Regions from separate parts of the Mus musculus genome. Here region 2 is linked to region 1. Evidence: chromatin contacts called from public HiChIP or PLAC-seq data. All regions are on one chromosome and are shown on one strand. The core of a region is the stretch at or near the end of the contact, and the rest is flanking DNA. Distances in the headings are between cores, read along the strand shown. Region 1 overlaps Prdm9 (PR domain containing 9). Region 2 overlaps Lnpep (leucyl/cystinyl aminopeptidase).

Region 1 (7,488 bases), core at 2,565-5,064:
CACACAGCATACCCCAACAGCACACAATTGTGTTGATGTTTTGAGTCATGTCAGTATGGCTAGGACTTTCTACAAGACCTCTGCTACATCAATGAACTTAAGGTCCTTTGAATGAATTTTGACATTTCTCCCCACAAAAGAAGTAACATCCATTAAAAGGCTTTTGTAACAGCTGCTCTCTGTTAAGCCTGCTCCTCAGTGAACCTCTGTGGAATTTTGTACTTCCTGTTCATGTAACTTTGCTTTGCAGCAAAGCTTTCATCCAATCAAACTTCAATAGCTATCATCCATTTGGGAATCCCAAGCATACAAGTACTTTGAGCTTCACCAACAGGAACAATGATGTGAGTTACTGTACTGTCAAACTCAGCACATTTTTAGACCTTCAGAACTACCTCAAGTTTGCTGAGCATGTTTCTCTTGTTCTGAAGAAAGCCTACTGCCTATAAGTATCAGCAGCCCATTCTTCTGTTGCCCCGCATTCATGACCAAGCAGTTGTTAGTTGAAAATGATTCATTCTTCTCTGGTAGCAGCAACAATAATCTCTGTGGGTGGTGGTTTGAATAAGAGTGAGCTCTTAAGCTCATATTTGAATGCTAAGCATCAGGGAGTGGAGGAACTCTCTGATAGGATTAGGAGGTGTGGCCTTGTTAGAGAAAGTGTGTCACAGGGGTTGGGGTTTAAGCTTTCAAAAGCCCATGTGAGACCTAGTATCTCTCTCTCTCTTTTTTTTTTTTAGATTTATTTATTATTATATGTAAGTACACTGTAGCTGTCTTCAGACACACCAGAAGAGGGAGTCAGATCTTGTTACGGATGGTTGTGAGCCACCATGTGGTTGCTGGGATTTGAACTCTGGACCTTTGGAAGAACAGTCGGGTGCTCTTACCCACTGAGCCATCTCACCAGCCCCCGAGACCTAGTATCTCTTACTTTGTCTGATGATCAGGATGTAGCTCTCAACTACTTCTCCAGCACCATGCTTACTGCCATGCTCCTTGACAGGATGATAATGTACTAACCTCTAAAACTGTAAGCAAGTCCTCTAATTAAATGCTTTCTTTTATAAGAGTTACCTTGGTAATGGTGTCTCTTCACAACATCAGAACAGTGACTAGGACAGTCTATATAACCCATGAGGTTATACACCAAATACATTAGCAGCATTCCTGGAGGAACCATAGGACAGTAATACCATGACTAGATCCATGTTCCCATTCTTTTGCATGATGAAGTCATGAGTTTTTCTGATAGCCAGTGGTGTTCAGCAAAGCATTATGCTGGTTACCTTCAGGTGCCCAAGATTGCAGGCTTCATACAATGGTGTCCATTCAGCATGGTCTTGAACATTTGAGTCATTTTCATTTTGTATGAAGTATTCAACAGAGGGCATATTACCCTTAATAGAAGCAATATGAAGCAAAAATTTCCCCTCTGTGATTTTTCCCTCTATTCATATTATTGGGTGACAGCTTCACTGTGGAGGGATTTGACATCTTTGTGTGTGAGCCGAGCTATTCCTCAGAAGTGAGAATGTGCCTGGTGAAAGGCTAAGGGAGCCATCTGATATGTTAATATTTCTCTTGAGTGTGAAGTACAACCATAGAAAGTGAAGAACAGTCACAAGTATGTTTTCTACAAGCAACATTGGCCTAACAAATGTTGGAATGTTGGCTCTCACATCTTTTAGAAATAGGATTGGGAGACCAGCTGTAACCTTTGGGATTTCTATTATGCCCTACTGAATGAAAATATTTTATACAGACTTTCCTCTTCACTCTTGTTCACAGTGTCTGGAGACACTATATGCTCAGTGGTTATAGAGACTTCAGTCAAGCTTTCAGACCATTCAAATTCTGTAACAGAGCTACTGGCTAATTAGTTTATGTCACTATTTACTGGTGGTTGGCTGCAGAGGGAGGCCTTCTAATTCCTCTTTGGACTCAAATCTACTATCTTCTTCCCTGACTTTAAATTCCACTCCAGGTTGATCTCAGGTAAAGATTTCTTCTACTGCTTTTTTGCAGATGTTCTAGGAAACTGCTTTAGCCTTCTTAGAAACAACTTCATGAGGACTTGTAGAAACAAATTCATATATACCGAAGCATGCCAGGGTTTGTCATCTTTTTGTCTTTTGTGGCTGGGTCTGTACTGTGTTTGTACAATTTACTCACAGCATATCTGACCTTCTTACTTTGAGGGCTAAACTACATTTTTATTAAATTATTCTTCCTTTTTTCATAACCAAATAAAATTGTCCAGAGGTGTCATCTTTTGGATCTAAAAGTTTATTATCATGTATCAAGTTTTGACGCGTACTGTAAAGCTGGGCCATACTGTCCAATTGCCCGTTTATCTTGAAGTCTAGGTTCCAAGCTAGAGTGTAACACATCCTGTTCCAAAACAGTCACTTGTACAGTCATTACAGAAGACATGTCCACACCCTTCTAAATGCACGGGCTCCTTCAGAATATTAGAGCAGTAGGAGCAGTAGCCTCTACAGGAGTGCAAGTACTGCGCGGATATGTACCTAGGAGCTCTAGGTAGCCGGCTTCATGGCCTGCATGAACCGGGAGGAGACTTTTTCCTGAAGCAGACCCTGGGCTGCAAGAATCACCTCAGATGGGTACACTCAGGCAGTAGAACACCGTTGTGTGGAGTTTCAGAGCCCTCAAGACATCTTGTGTTTCAATTCTTAAGCTAAGTGAAATACAATATAAATTCAGTGAATTTTTGAGAACTTCTGAAATTAAAGATCATTTTGTGTGCTTTAAAGTGTTATAAAATTTTTATGCTTTTAAATATTCTTTTTCTTTTCTTTTTTTTTTTTTTTTTTTTGGTTTTTCGAGACAGGTTTCTCTGTGTAGCCCTGGCTGTCCTGGAACTCACTTTGAAGACCAGGCTGGCCTCGAACTCAGAAATCCACCTGCCTCTGCCTCCTAAGAGCTGAGATTAAAGGCATGTGCCACCACCACCCGGCTAAATATTCTAATTTTAAAAGGATTGTTATATTTATTTTGTATGTATAAATTTTTGCTTGCATGTATATATATATGCGTGCAGTGCCTGCTGAAGCCAGAAGACAGTGATGGATCTCCTGGAACTGGAGTTATAGATAGTTTTGAGCTACCATGTAGGTGCCAAAATCAAACCCAGGTACTCTGTAAGAACAGCAAATACTCTTAACATCTGAACCATCTCTCTACCCCTAAATTTATTTCAAGTACTTTATGAACAAAATATATAACAACATATAAGTGCTATAAGGTTAGAGTCCAGAAAAAAAAAAAACAAGAAAAAAGTTTTCACGTACCCATCAACTTTTTTACTGAATTAGTTTATTCTGGTCCTTCCTTTTGGTTTCTTTTTAATTTCTTTCATATATGTAAATAATATAAATATGTCATCTGGCACTATGTCAGTTAGATGTCAGGTAAATTGTGGCTCTGTGCCAGGAGAGAAAAAATATATAAAATAAACAAAAATATTGAAATGCCTGCTCTTTAGCTGACTCATGGACTAGGGAAGCATGCATACTTGTACAGACCTATGCAGAGTCAGGAAAAGTGTTTAGAGACCCGTGGAGTAGACGTAAATATAAAGGCTATTGAAGGAAGATTTGGGAGGGGCAAGCAGATGGTCTCAGAGGAGATAGCTGTTGTAACTGTCTCAAGGCATGAAAGGGCTGCACTTTTGAGAACAGGTTGAAGTCATTTCATGGAAGGAAGCAGATGCCAGAGAAATGCATGTGAGCCTGTTAATGTAGAGCCTGTGAAGGTCCCAGGAGAGTGAGAGTGAGGCATAGCGGGGTTTCAGTTCTTTGTTCTACAATGATGCTTTGGCGAATTTTCAAAAATATAGTGCAGTGTGCAACCACCTCAGAGATTGCTTCAGTTTCCAGGGGGAAAGGATTGCATGCAAAGGACTAGTGGGCCACAGAGAGAAGACATCTGAGTAAGATGTGTTTTGAAACAGGGTTTTTGTTATATTTGAAATGGGCTAAATGTAAATGAAATAAGCATGAGTACTTGGTATGAGGAGAAAATTAACTTTCATTTTACAATTTGTGGATCATTGAGAAAGGTACTTTATAGCCAAGGTGTGGCAGCAGGAGCACACTTTTAGTCAGCAGGACCCAGAACATCCTGTCTTCTTTAACCTAAAGGAGAACCCCCAACTGACTATGTCTTAGAATGAGAAGACAATTTCAAACTCATATGCTGCTTTTATCAACAACTCTACCCAGGTACTCATAGTTGTTGATCTTCTAGCTGGATGGGCTCCAATTACATTTAATTTTCCTTTTTTAGGAAAATCCAGTAAGGGAAATTCCACCTAAGGAAGTGTTGTTATGTCTCCATAGTATGAAATAGGTGCAGAGAGTGCATAGGGAAAGGTGACCAGACACCTGACTAAGTGGAACTGGGTGAGGTAGGGTTGTTGGGTAAGGTAGGATATAAAAACCAAAAAGATGCTTATAGTTTGTAGGGCTTGCTTGCCGTTGCAGTTTACACCAAGAATAAGGTTGCTTCTGATCCTACTTGGAGGACATGTAGTTAAAATAAAAACAGAATAAAAATATTTGAAATGTAAATAAAGAAAAATCCAATAAAATAACAGAATAAAAAAATTAAAATAAAGGTGGTGCACACCTTTAATTCTAGCACTCAGGAGGCAGAGGCAGGAGAATCTCTGTGAGTTCAAGGCCACTCTAGTCTACAAAGCAAATTCTAGCATGGCCAGGAATACACAGAGAAACCCTGTCTCAAAAAAAACAAAACAACAACAACAAAAACCCCAAACAAACAAAAATGACAAAAAAAAAAAAAAACCCAAAGGATGATGGAATGCACTCACTGCACTTGATAGGAGACAGACAACTTGTGTTGGCTATAGAATCCTACCTCATTGACCAGATTGTCTTTGAACCATCAAACCTAGCTGGGTGTGCCTTAACTCATGAAGACTAAGTAATGGGGTAGGCCTGACCACATAGAAAATCAGATGCCTAAGCAATTTATTATATTCAGTCTCATCAAAAACTTTATCTTTCCACAGAACTAAGGACAGAAATTCATCCTTGTCTTTTGTGCTCTTTGGCCTTCTCAAGTCAGAAATTCCTCACTCAACATATGGAATGGAATCATCGCACTGAAATCTTCCCAGGAACATCTGCAAGAATAAATCCTAAACCAGGAGATCCCTGTTCAGATCAGCTTCAGGAACAACATGTTGATTCACAGAACAAAAATGACAAGGCCAGCAATGAAGTAAAAAGAAAATCCAAACCCAGGCAGAGGATTTCAACAACCTTTCCCAGCACACTCAAAGAACAAATGAGATCTGAGGAAAGTAAGAGAACTGTGGAAGAGCTCAGAACAGGCCAGACAACAAATACAGAGGACACAGTCAAATCATTTATTGCATCAGAAATCTCAAGTATTGAAAGACAATGTGGGCAATATTTCAGTGATAAGTCAAATGTCAATGAGCACCAGAAGACACACACAGGGGAGAAGCCCTATGTTTGCAGGGAGTGTGGGCGGGGCTTTACACAGAACTCACACCTCATCCAGCACCAGAGGACACACACAGGGGAGAAGCCCTATGTTTGCAGGGAGTGTGGGCGGGGCTTTACACAGAAGTCAGACCTCATCAAGCACCAGAGGACACACACAGGGGAGAAGCCCTATGTTTGCAGGGAGTGTGGGCGGGGCTTTACACAGAAGTCAGACCTCATCAAGCACCAGAGGACACACACAGGGGAGAAGCCCTATGTTTGCAGGGAGTGTGGGCGGGGCTTTACACAGAAGTCAGTCCTCATCAAGCACCAGAGGACACACACAGGGGAGAAGCCCTATGTTTGCAGGGAGTGTGGGCGGGGCTTTACACAGAAGTCAGTCCTCATCAAGCACCAGAGGACACACACAGGGGAGAAGCCCTATGTTTGCAGGGAGTGTGGGCGGGGCTTTACAGCGAAGTCAGTCCTCATCCAGCACCAGAGGACACACACAGGGGAGAAGCCCTATGTTTGCAGGGAGTGTGGGCGGGGCTTTACAGCGAAGTCAAACCTCATCCAGCACCAGAGGACACACACAGGGGAGAAGCCCTATGTTTGCAGGGAGTGTGGGCGGGGCTTTACAGCGAAGTCAGTCCTCATCCAGCACCAGAGGACACACACAGGGGAGAAGCCCTATGTTTGCAGGGAGTGTGGGCGGGGCTTTACAGCGAAGTCAGTCCTCATCCAGCACCAGAGGACACACACAGGGGAGAAGCCCTATGTTTGCAGGGAGTGTGGGCGGGGCTTTACACAGAAGTCAAACCTCATCAAGCACCAGAGGACACACACAGGGGAGAAGCCCTATGTTTGCAGGGAGTGTGGGTGGGGCTTTACACAGAAGTCAGACCTCATCCAGCACCAGAGGACACATACAAGAGAGAAGTAATATATTTTCGAAAAGAATGAGAAAGCCAACAGCAATAAAACCACATCTCAACAATTACAGGAAGACAAATGTAGTCACTAAACATCTGTTCTGCTAAAACTTCTAAGGAGTCTACTGATTTTTAAAACTAGAATATAAAATGACTAGAAAAGGGAATTAAATCCCCTTCTTTTTCTTTTCTTTTTCGGTTTTTAAAGACAGATTTCTCTGTGCAGTCTGGTTGTCCTAGAACTGTTTCTGTAGACCAGGTTGGCCTCAAAATCAGAGTTGCTAGCTTCTGCCTCCCCAATACTAGGAGTAAAGCCCCATTGCAAATTCTCATTTTCTTTCTTTTCTTTCTTTTCTTTCTTTTTTTTTTTTTTTTTTTTTGGTTTTTCGAGACAGGGTTTCTCTGTATAGCCCTGGCTGTCCTGGAACTCACGCTATAGACCAGGCTGGCCTCGAACTCTGAAATCTGCCTGCCTCTGCCTCCCGAGTGCTGGGATTAAAGGCACCTGGCTACAAATTCTCATTTTCAAGTGAGATAAGTTAGAAAGAAAAACAAACGAACAACCCCTCCTCAAAAACAAAACAAACAAAAACAAACTGTTAGGAGCGACCCTGTTTGAATGTTAGCTGCCTTGTCAGCCATAAGTGCTTACTTACAAAGTCTTGGCCTTAGTGGAAAAGTATTAGCTTAGTTGAGATTTCTGTGGGAAAAAGTTGAGGCCTCTGTGGGAAAGTACTACATAGAGTTCTGTTCCTCCTGCTGAACTTTTTACCTAGCCAATATCCTGCTTTGGGGAACATGTACGTTCCCCCAGAAACAAAGCGATTCTGCGTCATCCCCCTACCCATACTCTGCTTCTGTGGGCATAAAACCTGCCTGGGAATAATAAAAATGTGACAGCTTGATCAGTCAGACTTGCTGTCCGTCCTTGTGTTTCTCGCCTTTCATTCTCTCCCCAGGTGGTTCCCCAGACCCTGTTCGACTGTCCCGCGGGCCAGGACACAAACAAACAATAGACAAACAAAACAGAAGAAGGTTCCTTGGGTACTCAA
Region 2 (7,326 bases), core at 2,047-4,546, 2.1 Mb before region 1:
CTCCTTCACTTTAGATTTTCTTTTCAATTAAAAATTTTCTCCTGAAAACTTTCATTTTCATTTATCTCAACCCATTTTACGTTTATTTCAGAGCAGTGTTATAACAACAGGTTATAGAAGCTGAAAGTTCTATCTAGTCTTGAATGCCTTGTATATGGAAAATGAACATTTTCTTAATACTTTGTATGTAAAGTACTTTTGGCTTGTGACTTTTAGGTTATTAATGTTATGGAGCGTAGATTCAGTATCTGTCTTAGTCCTCTGGATAATACTTTCTTTTAACAGACATTCAACTTGCTAGGGTTCAGCTCTTAAAACCTGTTTCATTTTGGTGGACAGCAGTTCCAGGATCAGTTCTGTTCTCCTAGCCTTTGCATAATAATGCTTAGTAAACACTTCCCGGTTCTGATCCTGGCACCTGGTGGTAAATTAGGTTACTAGTTAAAGGGAGTTAAAGTTTCAGGTAGGAGTTACTGTTGTGTCGGGTGTGGTGGTATAAACCTACAATGCCTGCATTTAGGAGGCAAGCTAAAACTGCATAGTGAAACACTTGTTTCCAAAAATTAATAAATAAACACAAAATGAAATTTTTTGTCATCGAATCTTAAAGAGATTATCCAGGATTAGCCATTTGAGCCCTTTGAAGTCAAAATTTGTTAATATCATATAGTATGACAATGATTCAGTTGGCCTTTGCTGGATGCAAACAGTTTCTAGGATATGGAAAAGATAAGGAGATGAGTTCTTCCAAGAGCTTTCAGGGGAATCATAGCACTGTTAACAACTGATTTGGCCTCAGCGAGTCCCATTGTGGACTTCTTGCATCTAGAACTTTTGAGAATTAATTTGTGTTGTTATAATAAGCTTTTCAGGTTTGTGGCAAGTGTTGTAGCAGTTATGACTTAAATGTAATATTTTCCATAAGCTCATATGTTTGAACACTTGATCCCAGTTGGTGGAAGATACTGAACCTTATGGACATGGTAATGGATAGTGGTTGGCTATTAGGAGTGAGACTTTGGGATTATAGGCTGGCCCTTGCTTCCAGGTCTGCTCTCTGCATCCTTTCTGCCATGACATAAACAATGTGCTCCAGTTCTCACTGTTAACAGCTACACACCCTTGAGTGATAATCCTTTCTGCTCATGATCAGCTACCTTCTGGACAGTGTGCCAAAGACAATGCTCTGTTGTTTCTGTCAGCTATGTTTGTCACAATGGTAAGAATAGCAACTACTGTAAGCAGAAATAGACACCAATGCACACTGCTACCTTGCAGCTTTGATCTGTATGTATGTATATATGCATGTATGTATGTATGTTTATATGCATGTATGTATATATGTATGTATCTCCCTATTGCCCCCCTCTCTAGTTCTCTGGTGGTTATTCTGTAATTTTTGTAAGTTCATAGAAAAATATCTCTAGGTTCATAGAACAATTCTTTTCCCTCTGGCATTCTCTCAACACTGTAGCCTGCAGGGCTACTTTTCCTGGTTCTCGTACACAGAAATATCAGGCTGGCTCAATGAAATTCTACCTAATTGGCACCAGCACACTATTTGTGACTAAAGCCTGCCCTAAGGGTAGAATGGTCAAAGGAAAGAGAACAGTATTAAGATAGACACTAATCCTCGTGTAGACTGCTTTGCCAAGTGTTTTCTCCATTATCTCCTGTAAGGCAAAGTGAACTGTGGACAGCTATGAAGTAATCTGAGGACAAAGCATGTCGAGACCTTAGTCGTTTTTGCCAGTGTCTTAGAGTTGTCTCTAACCTAATTCAAGAATAGTTTTAGGACACTCCCTTTATTGAACTTTGCCAGAGATTTCCACCCAACTTGTCAGAATAAATCTCTTTATGTTTCATAAGCTAGTTGAATTACCTAATAGCTATAGCATGACTGAAAATATCACTTCTGACTTTGGGTAATGCCCCCACACACTGCCCTCTACCATAAGAGGAGAGCTGACCTGCTGCAAATGTGGATATGCTGTGCATAGAAGTTTACTAATTTCCATTGCCACCATGACAAATGATCACAGATTAGATAGAAAATAAAGTACAAAATTGTTCTCCTACAACTCTGTAGGCCAAATGCATGACCTGTCTTAGCCGGGTGTTGCTAGTAAACACTCTGTGGGCTCTGGGTAGGAACTATGGCCTTTAGTTTCCCAGCTTCTAAAGGCCACTTACATTCTTTTGCTCCTACTCCCTCTTTTCATCTTCAAAGCTGCAAAAGGCAAGCCATGCCCTTTTTTATATAACTGTACCCTGATCTATCCACCTCTCGCCTTCACTAAGGACTGATTTAATTATGTTGAGCCCAGAGTTGTTTCTGCTAATGGCATTCCATTTTTCTTCATGATTATTATACAGTTAATTGAACCATGTCCTATGTCTTGTTGAGGTTTCTATGTACAGAATTGAAGAAGAGATATGAGTGGTATTATTGTGATTTGGTTTATGTGACACTAATACTTGAGCATTGGTCACTTCACCCAAGTGGCCATACTATAATGGTACTCACTTAGTTTAATTATTTGCTGAAATCTTCACTTTAACTTTTGATAATATATAGAGTTTGGGTTTTTTGTTTGTTTTGTTGTTGCTGTTGGATTGCTTTATTTTTGGTTTGGGGATGGTACTAGGAGTCAAAGCCAGGAATTGTGCCTGAACCTAGATAGAAATCTGAGAAGACAGAAAATTTCTGGTGATAGGAATTTCCTCTGTATTTAAAACCACAAACTTTATAAATGTCTTAAATGGTAATAAATAGTAATAAACATATATCTTAATCTAACCTATTTCTTTTAAATATTATTATAACTCAGAGACTGCATAGTCAAAGAACTGCTTGTTACCTAATATTCTAAATCATAACCAAGTTATAAATCCCCTGAAAAATACAACTATAGTAAAATTAAGTACTGTGAAAAAAAAAGAGTCTAAACTAAAACCTAAAATAAAGAAAAAAAAAAAAAAACCAACAAAAACAACTCTGCTGGGCACGGTGATTCATACCAGTATTCTCAGCACTAGCAGTCTTTGCCAAGGCCAAAGCCTTGAGCAATCGTACTGGATTGAGGCCAGCCATGGGTGAGCTGAAAGCCAGCCTGAGCCAAGAGTGAAATCCTGTCTAAAGAAAACTAAACAGCAAAATTCAGTGCAGCATGATTTGCTATAAACTTTATGTTGTTAATTAGAACGAGGCATATGAGACAAGTTGGCCAATTTCTGAGGTTTGGCTGAGAAGCACCAGTGCCTGGGTAAGTTTGCTTTTCAGACAGAACACTGAGTTCTGTGTCTTTAAAATTAACAGTGCAGTCATTGATTGCCCTCCAGCCCCAGTGATGACCATATGTTCAGAATAGTACTTTTAAGAAATGGAAAATAGTTAAGCATGTTTTAAAGATCTTATAAAGACATTTAAGAATTTTGTGGAAGTTTTTTCCACTTAGAAAAAATTGAAGTACAGTCTCCCCCAGATACTTATTTACTGTACCAGGGGTCACTCAACAAGTAGAACAGGGGAAAAGGAAACAACAGATACAGTTTTCCCAAAAGCATCAACCCTGATAAAATGAGAGTTCTCTAAAGATATGACCTCCCCACCCATCATGTTTAGACTGTTTTGTATGAGATTTGTATTGAACTTTGTTGCTTAGTTTTCACTGGTAAGTTTGACTCTTACTGTTATTTTTATCTTTCTGATTAGATTTTAAGAATTTATGTTAGTAACAAAGTATGAAAATTCATTAAAATATGAGTTCCCATTGCTTTTTTTTAAGGGGGGGGGATAAGAATATCTCAAACAGAGTTGGAACCTGTAATATCAGCAAACTTGCTTCTCTTCTCTTCTTGGACACTTTTAAGGTATCCTATTATTTGAAGATAATTATTTTGAAAAACATTTGTGGTGCAAAACCAAATGACTGCTCTGAGGTTGCTTAACCATTTCCTGTGACTCTGAGAAACTGGCTGCTTTCAGAATCACTGTGCTGAGTCTCGGGTGCAGTGAACTATTTCACTCTCATCTTCCTGTAAAGTTTACCCACACACATACATATTACACACACACATACACATATTACACACATACACACATACATATTACACACACACATATTACACACACACACACACCAACAACTAAAGAAAAAGAGGCTAGGAATTTGAAAGAGAGTTGAGGGTGATACATAGGAAGGTTTGGAGGGAATAATGGGAAGGGGAGAATAATGTAATTATAATCTCAAAAATAAAAATAATTATTTATAAAAATATGTTTTGTTTCTGTAATTCTTAGCAAATATCCTTCAACAAATGTAATTGTTTTATGCATGAAATTCTTAGGGCTCTCTTTGAAGGTATAGTTAAGATGCAAATGGTTGTTTTTTTTTATAACAGCACTTAGTTTTTTAACAACAAACTTGAAGTGTTAGTACGGGAGATACTGGGATATTTCTTTTTTCCTTCCTTTCTTTTCTTTCTTTGTTTTCTCTTCTTTTTCTTATCCTCCTCCTCCTGCTCTTCTTCCTCTTCCCCCTCCTCCTCCTTTTTTTTTTTTTTTTTTTTAAAGACAGTGTCTTTCTATATACCCCCACCCCCAAGCTGTCCTGGAATTTACTAGGTAGGCCAGGCTAGCCTCAAACTCAGAGATCTGCCTGCCTCTGCCTTTGCCTCCCAAGTGCTGGGGTTAGAGATGTGTGCCACCATACTCAACTCTATCTCTTAATTTTAATGAGAGAGGGAGAAAGTCCATCTTGCTGTTTCTGTTTGGTTAGTGAATTTAGTGGACAACATAAAGAAACATTTTTGAATATCTATGACTAAGAAATGAGATGTTATATAAATTCTGGTAGGGCCTGGAGAGATGGTTCAGCGGTTAAGAGCACTGACCACTTTTCCAGAGGTTCTGAGTTCAATTTCAAGCAACTACTTGGTGGCTCACAACTGTCTGTAATGGGATCCACTGCCGACAGCTATAGTGTACTCATACACATAAAATAAATAAATAAACAAACAAACAAATAAATAAATATTTTTAAAATTCTGGTAATAGTATATGATGCTAATCATTAAGAACTTGTTATGTAGTAGGTTGTATTCTGAACACTTTATGGCTTATATAACTTAGTGAGGTGGGTAGTTCTTTCCAGTGATTTTATATATTGTATATTTTATGTATGTGTGTGTGTGAGAGAGAGAGAGAGAGAGTATTATCTTCCTCCCTCCAACATAGATAATGTTATTGGTACTGCTTACAGATGAGCAAACTGAGCTTGAAGGGTTACCCAGGGTTACATAGGAGGTAGCAGAATGCCTGGTTCCTGAGAAGTTCTTAGCTCTCTGTTGTTTCTGTTGATCAGTCCAGTGTTATTGTATGAGAGAGCCCCTAGTTGCTCATCATCGTTTGTTGGGTGGTAAGGTATTTGTTGATAATGAAGTCATGTATATTAAACTTCTTAGGCTTAGAATGAAAGCCTAGATCTGTATACAGGAGTTTTTGTATGAAGAATGCAAACTGTTCTAATGACAAATGTTCTGTTTTTTTTTTTTTCCTTATGTTTCTGAACTGAGTCTGAAGTATCAGTAAGGCCCTGATGTTACTCAGTGTATTGCAATCTAAGATATTCCATGGAACTGTAGATCTGATATGTACAACGTGGTTTAAGTTTGGTCTTAGGAGATAAATTATTTTGTGAGAATAATTCAGAGGCATGTTGCTCACTGGTAGAACTTGAGTCCCTCAGAAAATAAGATCACTGAAATATTGGTGGTTATACTATATAAGAAGTAAGGGGTTATATGTTATTTTGTGAACGTTTCACAAAATTTATGACTTAAAACAACAACCATTTTATTTGCTAATTGTTTTTTTTAATTATTCTCTATTTTTTTTAACAGTCTAGACTTTATCCCTGTCCACCGTCTGACTGTCCCACATCTCACACCTTTTCCTCCCATCTCCAAGAGGTTGTCCCCACTTTACCCCCCCCCCTCCCACTCCACTAGACCTCCCAACTTTCTGGGGTTAGGTGCATCTTCTCTGACTTGAGTGCAGACCTGGCAGTCCTCTACTGTACATGTGCTGGGGGCCTCGTATCAGCTGGTGTATGCTACCTGGTTGGTGGATCAGTGTCTGAGAGATCCTAGGGATTCATGTTAGTTGAGATTGCTGGTCTTCCTATAGGATCCCTCTCCTCCTCAGCTTCTTCCAGCTTTTCCCTAATTCAACCACAGAAGCCACCAGCTTCTGTCCATTGGTTAGGTGTAAATATCTGCATCTGACTCTTTCAGCTGCTTGTTGGGCCTTTTGGAGGGCAGTCATGATAGGCTCCTGTTTGTAAGCACACCATGGCATCACTAATAGTGTCAGACCTTGGGGCCCCCTTGAGCTGGATCCCAATTTGGGCCTGTTGCTGCACCTCCTTTGCCTCAGGCTCTTCAACATTTTTGTCCCTGCAGTTTTTTGAGACAAGAACAATTCTGGTCAGAGTTTTTGCTAATTGTTCTTTAGGTCAATAATTTGAATTAGGTTTAGGTGAACGTGTCTTCTTTCTTGCCTGAAGTTACTTAAGAGCAGTCATTGTCTGTTGCGCTTCTAAGATAGCTTTACTCATGCGTCTGGCAGTGGATGCTGGCTGTTGGCTGTATGTTTTTAATGTGGTTACCCACCCACAAGGAAGCTAGCTTGGATTTTCTCTAACAGCGCTGTTAGAGTAATAATGAATAGTAAAGTTTACACAGCCTACCAAGGCCCAGCATTAAATATTCTGGCAAACCTTTTTGCTTCATTTCATTGATTAAACCAAGTTACAAGGACAGTAGAAATTTACATAGTAAAGGTAAAATTACACTTCCTAAGACGAGGTCCCTGGTATCCAAGTTTCCTGATTTCTTTCTAGGCTGACAATTTATGTCTTTTTATTAACTTTCTATCTTTCTCTCTTTCTCTCTTTCTCTCTTTCTCTCTTTCTCTCTTTCTCTTTCTTTCTTTCTTTCTTTCTTTCTTTCTTTCTTTCTTTCTTTCTTCCTTCCTTCCTTCCTTCCTTCCTTCCTTCCTTCCTTCCTTTCTTTTCTTTGTTTTTTTGAGACAGGGTTTCTCTGTATAGCCTTGGTTGTCCTGGAACTCACTTTGAAGACCAGGCTGGCCTCGAACTCAGAAATCCACCTGCTTTCTTTCTATATTAGCATATTTAAAACATTATTTGTGGGCTGGAGAGATGGCTCAGTGGTTAAGAGCACTGACAGTTCTACCAAAGGTCCCGAGTTCAAATTCTGGCAACCACATGATGGCTCACAACCATTTATAATGAGATCTGATGC

The links. HiChIP or PLAC-seq counts read pairs in DNA pulled down with a chosen protein or histone mark.
Region 2: an H3K27ac HiChIP or PLAC-seq map of large pre-B cells shows a contact between it and region 1, with 5 times the contacts expected there. The contact joins two enhancer-like sites. A contact is called at or near these places in 3 of 39 promoter capture datasets (liver, pre-B cells and stem cell-derived epiblast-like cells) and 1 of 115 datasets of contacts at active chromatin or transcription factors (large pre-B cells).

What each region holds. Positions count from the first base shown.
Region 1 is chr17:15,542,932-15,550,419 of GRCm38.p6, reverse strand. Prdm9 (PR domain containing 9) reads left to right here. Exons shown (of 10, transcript NM_144809.3): 10 at 5,060-7,348. The coding sequence ends at 6,447. It also overlaps the pseudogene Gm18564. Among named protein-coding and RNA genes, the nearest start is that of Prdm9, 17 kb to the left of the region's middle. Within about 2 kb of position 3,814, at least 18 of the 459 cell types and tissues checked have an H3K27ac peak or open chromatin away from gene starts, as enhancers often do. A contact at or near this core is called in pre-B cells, where this site is marked.
Region 2 is chr17:17,596,856-17,604,181 of GRCm38.p6, reverse strand. All of the region lies in intron 1 of Lnpep (leucyl/cystinyl aminopeptidase), which reads left to right. Among named protein-coding and RNA genes, the nearest start is that of Lnpep, 24 kb to the left of the region's middle. Within about 2 kb of position 3,296, at least 186 of the 459 cell types and tissues checked have an H3K27ac peak or open chromatin away from gene starts, as enhancers often do. A contact at or near this core is called in pre-B cells, where this site is marked.